Regions from separate parts of the Mus musculus genome. Here region 2 is linked to region 1. The links are chromatin contacts, called in public Hi-C maps. All regions are on one chromosome and are shown on one strand. The core of a region is the stretch at or near the end of the contact, and the rest is flanking DNA. Distances in the headings are between cores, read along the strand shown. Region 1 has its middle 18 kb from the start of Mir331. Region 2 overlaps Fgd6 (FYVE, RhoGEF and PH domain containing 6).

What was found. Hi-C and Micro-C count contacts between places; a contact is called where the count stands out from the background.
Region 2: a Hi-C map of liver shows a contact between it and region 1, with 4 times the contacts expected there. The contact joins two enhancer-like sites. A contact is called at or near these places in 3 of 484 Hi-C or Micro-C datasets (the AML12 cell line, LSK cells and liver) and 1 of 115 datasets of contacts at active chromatin or transcription factors (embryonic stem cells).

The regions. Positions count from the first base shown.
Region 1 is chr10:93,944,078-93,947,371 of GRCm38.p6, reverse strand. No RefSeq gene overlaps it. Among named protein-coding and RNA genes, the nearest start is that of Mir331, 18 kb to the left of the region's middle. Within about 2 kb of position 1,336, at least 51 of the 459 cell types and tissues checked have an H3K27ac peak or open chromatin away from gene starts, as enhancers often do. A contact at or near this core is called in liver, where this site is marked.
Region 2 is chr10:94,096,402-94,099,777 of GRCm38.p6, reverse strand. The region is part of intron 5 of Fgd6 (FYVE, RhoGEF and PH domain containing 6); the gene reads right to left. It also overlaps the pseudogene Gm18391. Among named protein-coding and RNA genes, the nearest start is that of Nr2c1, 50 kb to the left of the region's middle. Within about 2 kb of position 2,112, at least 44 of the 459 cell types and tissues checked have an H3K27ac peak or open chromatin away from gene starts, as enhancers often do. A contact at or near this core is called in liver, where this site is marked.

The sequences.
Region 1 (3,294 bases), core at 87-2,586:
ATTATTTACATCTCAAATGGTGCCCTCCTCCCAGCCCCTCCTCGAAGAGTTCTTCTCCCCTTCCCTCCTCCCCTTCACCTCTGAGAGGGAGTCCCCATGCCGGCATCCCCCATCACTAGGGCATCAAGTCTCTACAAGATTAGGCACATCCTCTCCCACTGAAGCCAGACAAGGCAGCCCCTCTGCTACATATGTGCCAGGGACCTCAGGCCAGCCCATTTGCTCTTTAGTTGGTGGCTTAGTCTCTAGGTGCTCTGAGGGGTCCAGGTTAGTTGACACTGTTGGTCTTCCTATGGGGTTGCCATTCCCTTCAGCTCCTTCAATCCTTCCCCTAACTCTTCCATAGGGTCCCTGACCTCAGTCCAATGCTTAGCTGTGAGTATCTGCATCTGTCGCAGTCAGATGCTGGTAGAGCCTCTCAGAGGACAGCCATGCTAGGCTCCTGTCTGCAAGCACAACACAGCATGTAATAGTGTCAGGGTTTGGTGCTCACCCATGGGATGGATCCCAAGTTGGGCCAGTCACTGCTCGGCCATTCATTCAGTCTGTGCTCCAGTTTGTCCCTGCATTTCTTTCAGACAGGAACAGTTTGGGGTGGAAATATTTGAAGGTGGATTGGTATCCCTATCCCTCCACTGGGGGCCCTATCTAACTCTTGGAGGTGGTCTCTTCAGGTTCCACATCCCCACTGTTGGGCATTTTGGCTAAGGTCATCCACATTGAGTCCTGGGAGCCTCCCCCATCCCAGGCCTCTGGGACATGCCTGCCCGCCAGCTATTTGATATTGTTGCTGTAACATGCCTGCCAGTCATTGACACAGAAAAATAATTTGACTCAGAGCAGGATCATGCTGACCACATACCCTGTTATGTTCTGTATGTTATAGGGCTTGTTAGTCTTTAATAATTCCACAACTATAAGCCTCTCATAGGGCCCATCAAATTAAAGGTCAATATGAACTGTTATGTCTAAAACGGCTTGAGTCAGGGCTAACCACTACGCGGTACTACCAGCACCTGTGTATAAGCTCATTGTGGGTTTTGTGGTTTTAGCCTTTTATAAGCTGAGCTTGAGAAATGTCCAGCACACAGCTTTTAGCTCTCGAGCCTGAACTGTTGCTCTGGTCAATCAGCCTTTACATGGGTGTTCAATAAACCATCCCTGTCTGACTGAGATCAGTGTTCGTGTGGCTTGTGGGGCCACTTCCTGGTAGCCCAGTAGTTTCCACAAGTCACACTGAGTCAGAAGTTTCTATTTGCCTCACTTCTGTCTTTCCCGCTTGAAGACAGGGATCAATAGAACAAACAGACCAGTGTAAACCTGTGACCTGGAGGTTTGGCAATAACATTCCCTAGTGACAGTCATGTTCCTCCTGGGAGCCCTGGGGTGACAAATGGTATTGTAGCAGATGCATACGTGCCTGGAGAATAAATCCTCCCTCACCAAGACGGGCAGCTGACGTGGACTGTCAGCTCAGTGTCCACAGTGAGCTCTGCAAACTTCCTGCCTTCATTAAACTATTAGAAAAGTGTAGGTTCATTTACTGTGACGATCTTATCTATCTTCAAAGAAATTGAATCTTAATGGGATAACAGATGATTCCTCCCACACACACACACACACACACACATTTTCCACTGAAAGTTACAACATAAATCCATTCGGCCTCATTCTAAGAGCCGACATGAAGCTGTGCCTATCCAGCTGACCCTCCAAACACCATCTGCCTGCAGTCTTCCCTTTTTAGGGGCCTGGAGTTTTCTGGCTCAAGGACAAGACACGTTTATTTCCAATGGATCAACACTGTCACCCAGTGGACAGAGAGACAGTTCAGCAGGCTGAAGTGTAAACCTTCTCTCGGCTTGACAGCCAGGGTTTAAATAGGAACCTGGTTGTTTCAGAGGGTCAGGAGTGGGTGAGTTGTCCACTTTCCCCCTGTCAGGAACTAAACTAACTTCATTCAGCTGAGAAGCCTTGGATCTAGATGTCAGGTGAGTACAACTTAACCAGGATGTGTGTTTCCTCTCAACCATCTCCTCTGCCAAGATTCCCAGGGTCTAATAGGCTGACAGGAGCTGGGTGATCATTAGTGAATCACTCCTCAAGTAAAATAGCCTAGTGAAGTAAACTGTGAACTTTGAAAGCAGCCGGAGTTCAAACCTGGGTTCCACTACTTGCCTGTGTGGCCTCAGGCAAATTACTCTGCTTCTCTTACTTACAAAAAGGGGATTGACTGATTAATACACATTTTCATAGTTTTACCTAAGGGAATACTATATATTACTTTACTTGTGTAATGTAAGAAATGAAACAAATATCCTATTTTGTTTGTTTGTTTCTTTTAAGGGATACGGAACTCATAAAATGACTAGAAATGTCCAGCAAGGAAACCGCGCTTGCTTCAGCTCCTGACCCATCGTGGGCATCTATTAGTCCCACAGTTTGGCCTATCTGTCACTGTATGTTAGCTTTGCCCTCTCTAGAAACTTGGATGAGGCTATTTTACTTACGGAGTGGTTCTACTTGGTTGGAAATGGCTATTTCCTCGCTAGCTTATGTGCATGCACTTCTTAAAAGTGAGACCTGACCTGCGTCACTCCAGTAATGTCCGTGCCGACTCCTAAGGTGGGCTGTGCAGTCTTGAGTTTTGCTCTGTATGAGTAGGCAAAGGGAAGGAGAAGCCCAGGCAGATGCAAATCGTTCTGGTGTGTGAAGGGGGGGGGGGGGGAGCGACCAGGAAATCCTTGTGGGAAGTCAAGCTTTCTAGCTTCTCATTCATTCAAAGACATGGTATTTTTCCCTACTAGGTTTCAGACAGGGCCACCAGACCCATAAACAAACGATGACACACTCCCAGGAAGCTATTTAGGGCTCCCCGAGGGCAGCGCCCTAAAGACAACTCACCAGGAGCAGCTGGTGCTTTGCCAGACTCCAGGCCTTTGGCGTTTGCAGGCTTAGTCTGATGAAGGGCAAGCCTTTCAAGCTCTGATTCACCCCTCAGCATAGTTCTGGGGTTAGCGTGGGAGCCAAGCAGTGGGAACTTCCACTGGATCCAAAGGGAAGGTCTTAGAGCAGCAGTTCTCAGTCTGTGTGTCACAACCCCTTCAGGAACTGCATATGAGATACTAACATTACAATTCATAACAGTAAGACAATTACAGTTATGAAGTAGTAATGAAATGATTCTTATGGGGGGTGGAGCACCACACCATGAGGAACTGTATTAAAGGGTTGCAGCATTAAAAGGGTTAAGAACCACTGCTGTAGAGGCTAAGTAGGAGAACGGCACGGTCA
Region 2 (3,376 bases), core at 863-3,362, 150 kb before region 1:
ACTGTCTAATGGCACTTATGGCCTGCTGGGTATGAGGAAATGCACCCCTGGTGGTGTGAACACCTAGCCTGTGGCTGGAGAGGACCTCAGAGAAGAACCTGTTACTGCCATTTTTCTAAACCACGATGTCTATTTTTAGTTGTCAACTTGACTACATATGGAATTAACTAATATCCAAAAATGGAGGGCACAACATTAAGGGACTTCTGTTTATTTTGAAGTATACAGATCCACCTCTAATCTGGATCTTGAGGTGGGAAGACACACCTTTAATCTGGGCCCCACCTTCCCATGGACGCCTATACCAGGACAAAGAAAGAGGCTCCGGCTTGTTGCCTGCCTGCTCTCGCCTTGTTATGGAGTCCATTCCTTCATTGGCATTAGAAGTCTACTTCTGCTGAGAGGAGCTGAGACACCCAGCCTTGGGGACTGAGCAACTTCTGGATTCTTAGACTTTCCATCCATAGCCAGCTATTGTTGGATTTGCTAGACTACACTTTGTAAGTTATTCTAATAAATCCCCTTTCTCTATATATGTACACTAGAGATCCATTCTACAAATTTTGTTATTTTAGAGGACTCTGACTGATACATAAACCAATATATATTTTAACTTTATCCTAAATATTGATCTTTATACCCACAGATATGTGTAGCTTTTATACCTCATCAAAGAAGCTCCCCTTTGCAATACCTAGGGACTATTACAGAGATCCACAACTAGTCAAAATATAGAAGACAAATGATTGAGGGGTGTCCAGCCCCAACTGGTTCACCTATAACACAACCCCTACACTCAAGGCTCAGAAAACACTGGGGAATCATGGAGAGAAAAAATAAGTGCCAGAAATTCAGGAGACCTGCTCTGAGACAGCATCTTCTAGACATGACTGGAATCACACGAAATCACAACTTATTGCCTAAACAGCTGATGTGCGAACATGAAAGGGGGAACAGTCACAAGGCCCCACACTTAGATGAAGAACTAGAAGCTGCCAGAAGGGAAAGAATCCTTTTTTTCCTAGGGAATGACCCTGATAGTTATTTAATCCCAAGTGGTCAGCCCCAAGAATTATCTACATAGGAGCAATACTAAGTAGACTCAGTAAATTGTGTGTCTGTGGGTGTGATTAAAGAGTGAATTGGGAAGTGTGGGCAAAGCAGGAGTTGAAAGTGGGAAAAGGAGTTGGAGGGTGAGGCAGAAATTATGTAAGTGTAGTACTTATGCATGATATTCTCAAAAATATTCAATTAAAAATTTTAAGAAGTTCTAAGAAGGTCTTAGCTAACTCCATTCTGGATTTAAGAGGCCCTCATCTCTGTCAGAAGTCGTTTCCCAACCTGGAGCCTCTAGCTGAATCTTGCAGAGGGAGGCACTTGGCAATCAGGATTCTAGATCTTGGCCACTGCCCTTGATTGACTCTGCTTCCTTGACCTGACCTCGGTTTCCTCCCTTGTGAAATAGGTGCAACTGTTACACAACTACTATAGTACTAGCAAGAATGTTTAATTGGCTGTTGCACAAACTTACTGCAACACATTTGGTACAGTCAACACAACACTCCGACTCTAGGTGTCAATGTTCCTCTCCCTTCAGCCAAGCTCCCAATGAGCTCACCATTTATACTTAAAAATCCAGCCACCTGGTCCCATACCCACCTCAGCAGCACCTGATAGGCAAAGATGTTTCTGACCACATAAGCTTACAGGCGACATATCCATCTGGGGTCTCCCTGGGGTGGCACCCGTAATGAATGAGTGAGTGAGGGAATCCTGCCCAGCCTTACATACCAGCATTCCTGAAGGTGACTTACCCAGAATCAGCCCCTCTGAGAAACCAAGTAGCACCCTCCAATACTACCCCAAAAGCGAGAACCAACCCAAGGCATGGGCCCCCAGTCTGCATCTCATGAACCCACAGAACACGATGGTGTAGCAGATGCCCTTTGGGTTCCCCAATCTCCCAGGCCAACATGGGGTCCAGTGGGGGCTCAGCATCTCCATGTGCCACCCTGGACAGATGTTCTTCCTGGACAGGATAGGTGTGCTACCACAGCAGGGCATGGTGCCCCATGGCCTGAACTAGAGAGTCATGTCCCCACTACAAGACCTCATGACTCAGCAGAATTTTATGCTGATGAAGCAGTGTGGTGTGTGAAGTCTGGATCTACACATAGCCTTCCCACACGCTCTCCCCACAGGGCTCCCTTATAGGCCTCCCACCCTCTGTGGCAGTGCAGTGTGTTTCTGGACAGCCAGAACTCCCAAACCAGGGCAGCATGGCCCATCAACCCTTTTCGCAGGCCCCTCAGGGGGTCTGGAGCTGGGGATATTGAGAATATGTTAACTTTTAAAATATTTTTTCCCCTCAAAAAAACCCCCACATATTTTCATCTTCTGTTCTTTCTAAGACTACTGCCATGTTTTAATATAGGTCACCAGCACCACACCCAGCACTGCAGAGAGGAGGAGGAAAGGGTGGGGGAGGAGATAAGCGTTGGCAGAGGCTCCATTGTCCTGAGGGTGGGCCTCAAGATCTAAGTTAAACAATACTGGAGTCCCCCCAGTTCAAGACTCCAAAACAAAGGACCATTCCTTCTCCTAAGAGTCTGATTACAAATCCTCAAACAGAATCCTGAGCACACTCACTAGGCTCTTTCTTGGAAAGGGCTAGCATTTCCTCTGTTGATCCCTCCAACATATTCCCCTAAAAGACAAATTAATTAAGAGTAGCTCTTACTTCTCCGGGGCAAATTAAAAAAATAAAAATGAAGATACGGAAATGAACAAAACAAACCCCAAATTAAAAAATCCTCACATGTACTCTAAAAGAACGGGAGGTTTCCTACCCTAAAGGACACTCAAGTTTCTTTACAGAGAGGGATGTTACGTTCCCAGTCTTCTGAATGCAGACAAGGTTTCACGTCCCAGCTACACTCCAATCTCCTCTCAATGTTTCTTTATGTTTTCAGACAGTCTTGCGGAGACCAGGATGGCCTCAGGAAATGGCAATCCTACTCCCTCAACCTCTGGATGACTGCAATTACAGATGTGCCAGTACGGCCTCAAAACTGTTAAGTAGCCAAGGATAGCCTTGACCCTCTGCTCTTCTTGCCTCTACCTCCCCAGCACTGGAATAACAGGCCTGTAGCACCATACCCAGTTTATTAGACACTCAGGACTAAGCCCAGGTATTCCTGAATGCTAGGCAGGAAAGTCTACCACAGAGCTACATTCTCAGCCTCCTCACGTTCTTAACAAATACTAAAACCTTTTTCTGGAAGTAGAGCCTGGGTTCATTTTTATTGTCCCATTAGTCATATTAATCTAAAGGAACACCTTATCTATACGTAGCGACTACAGAACTAACTTGTGT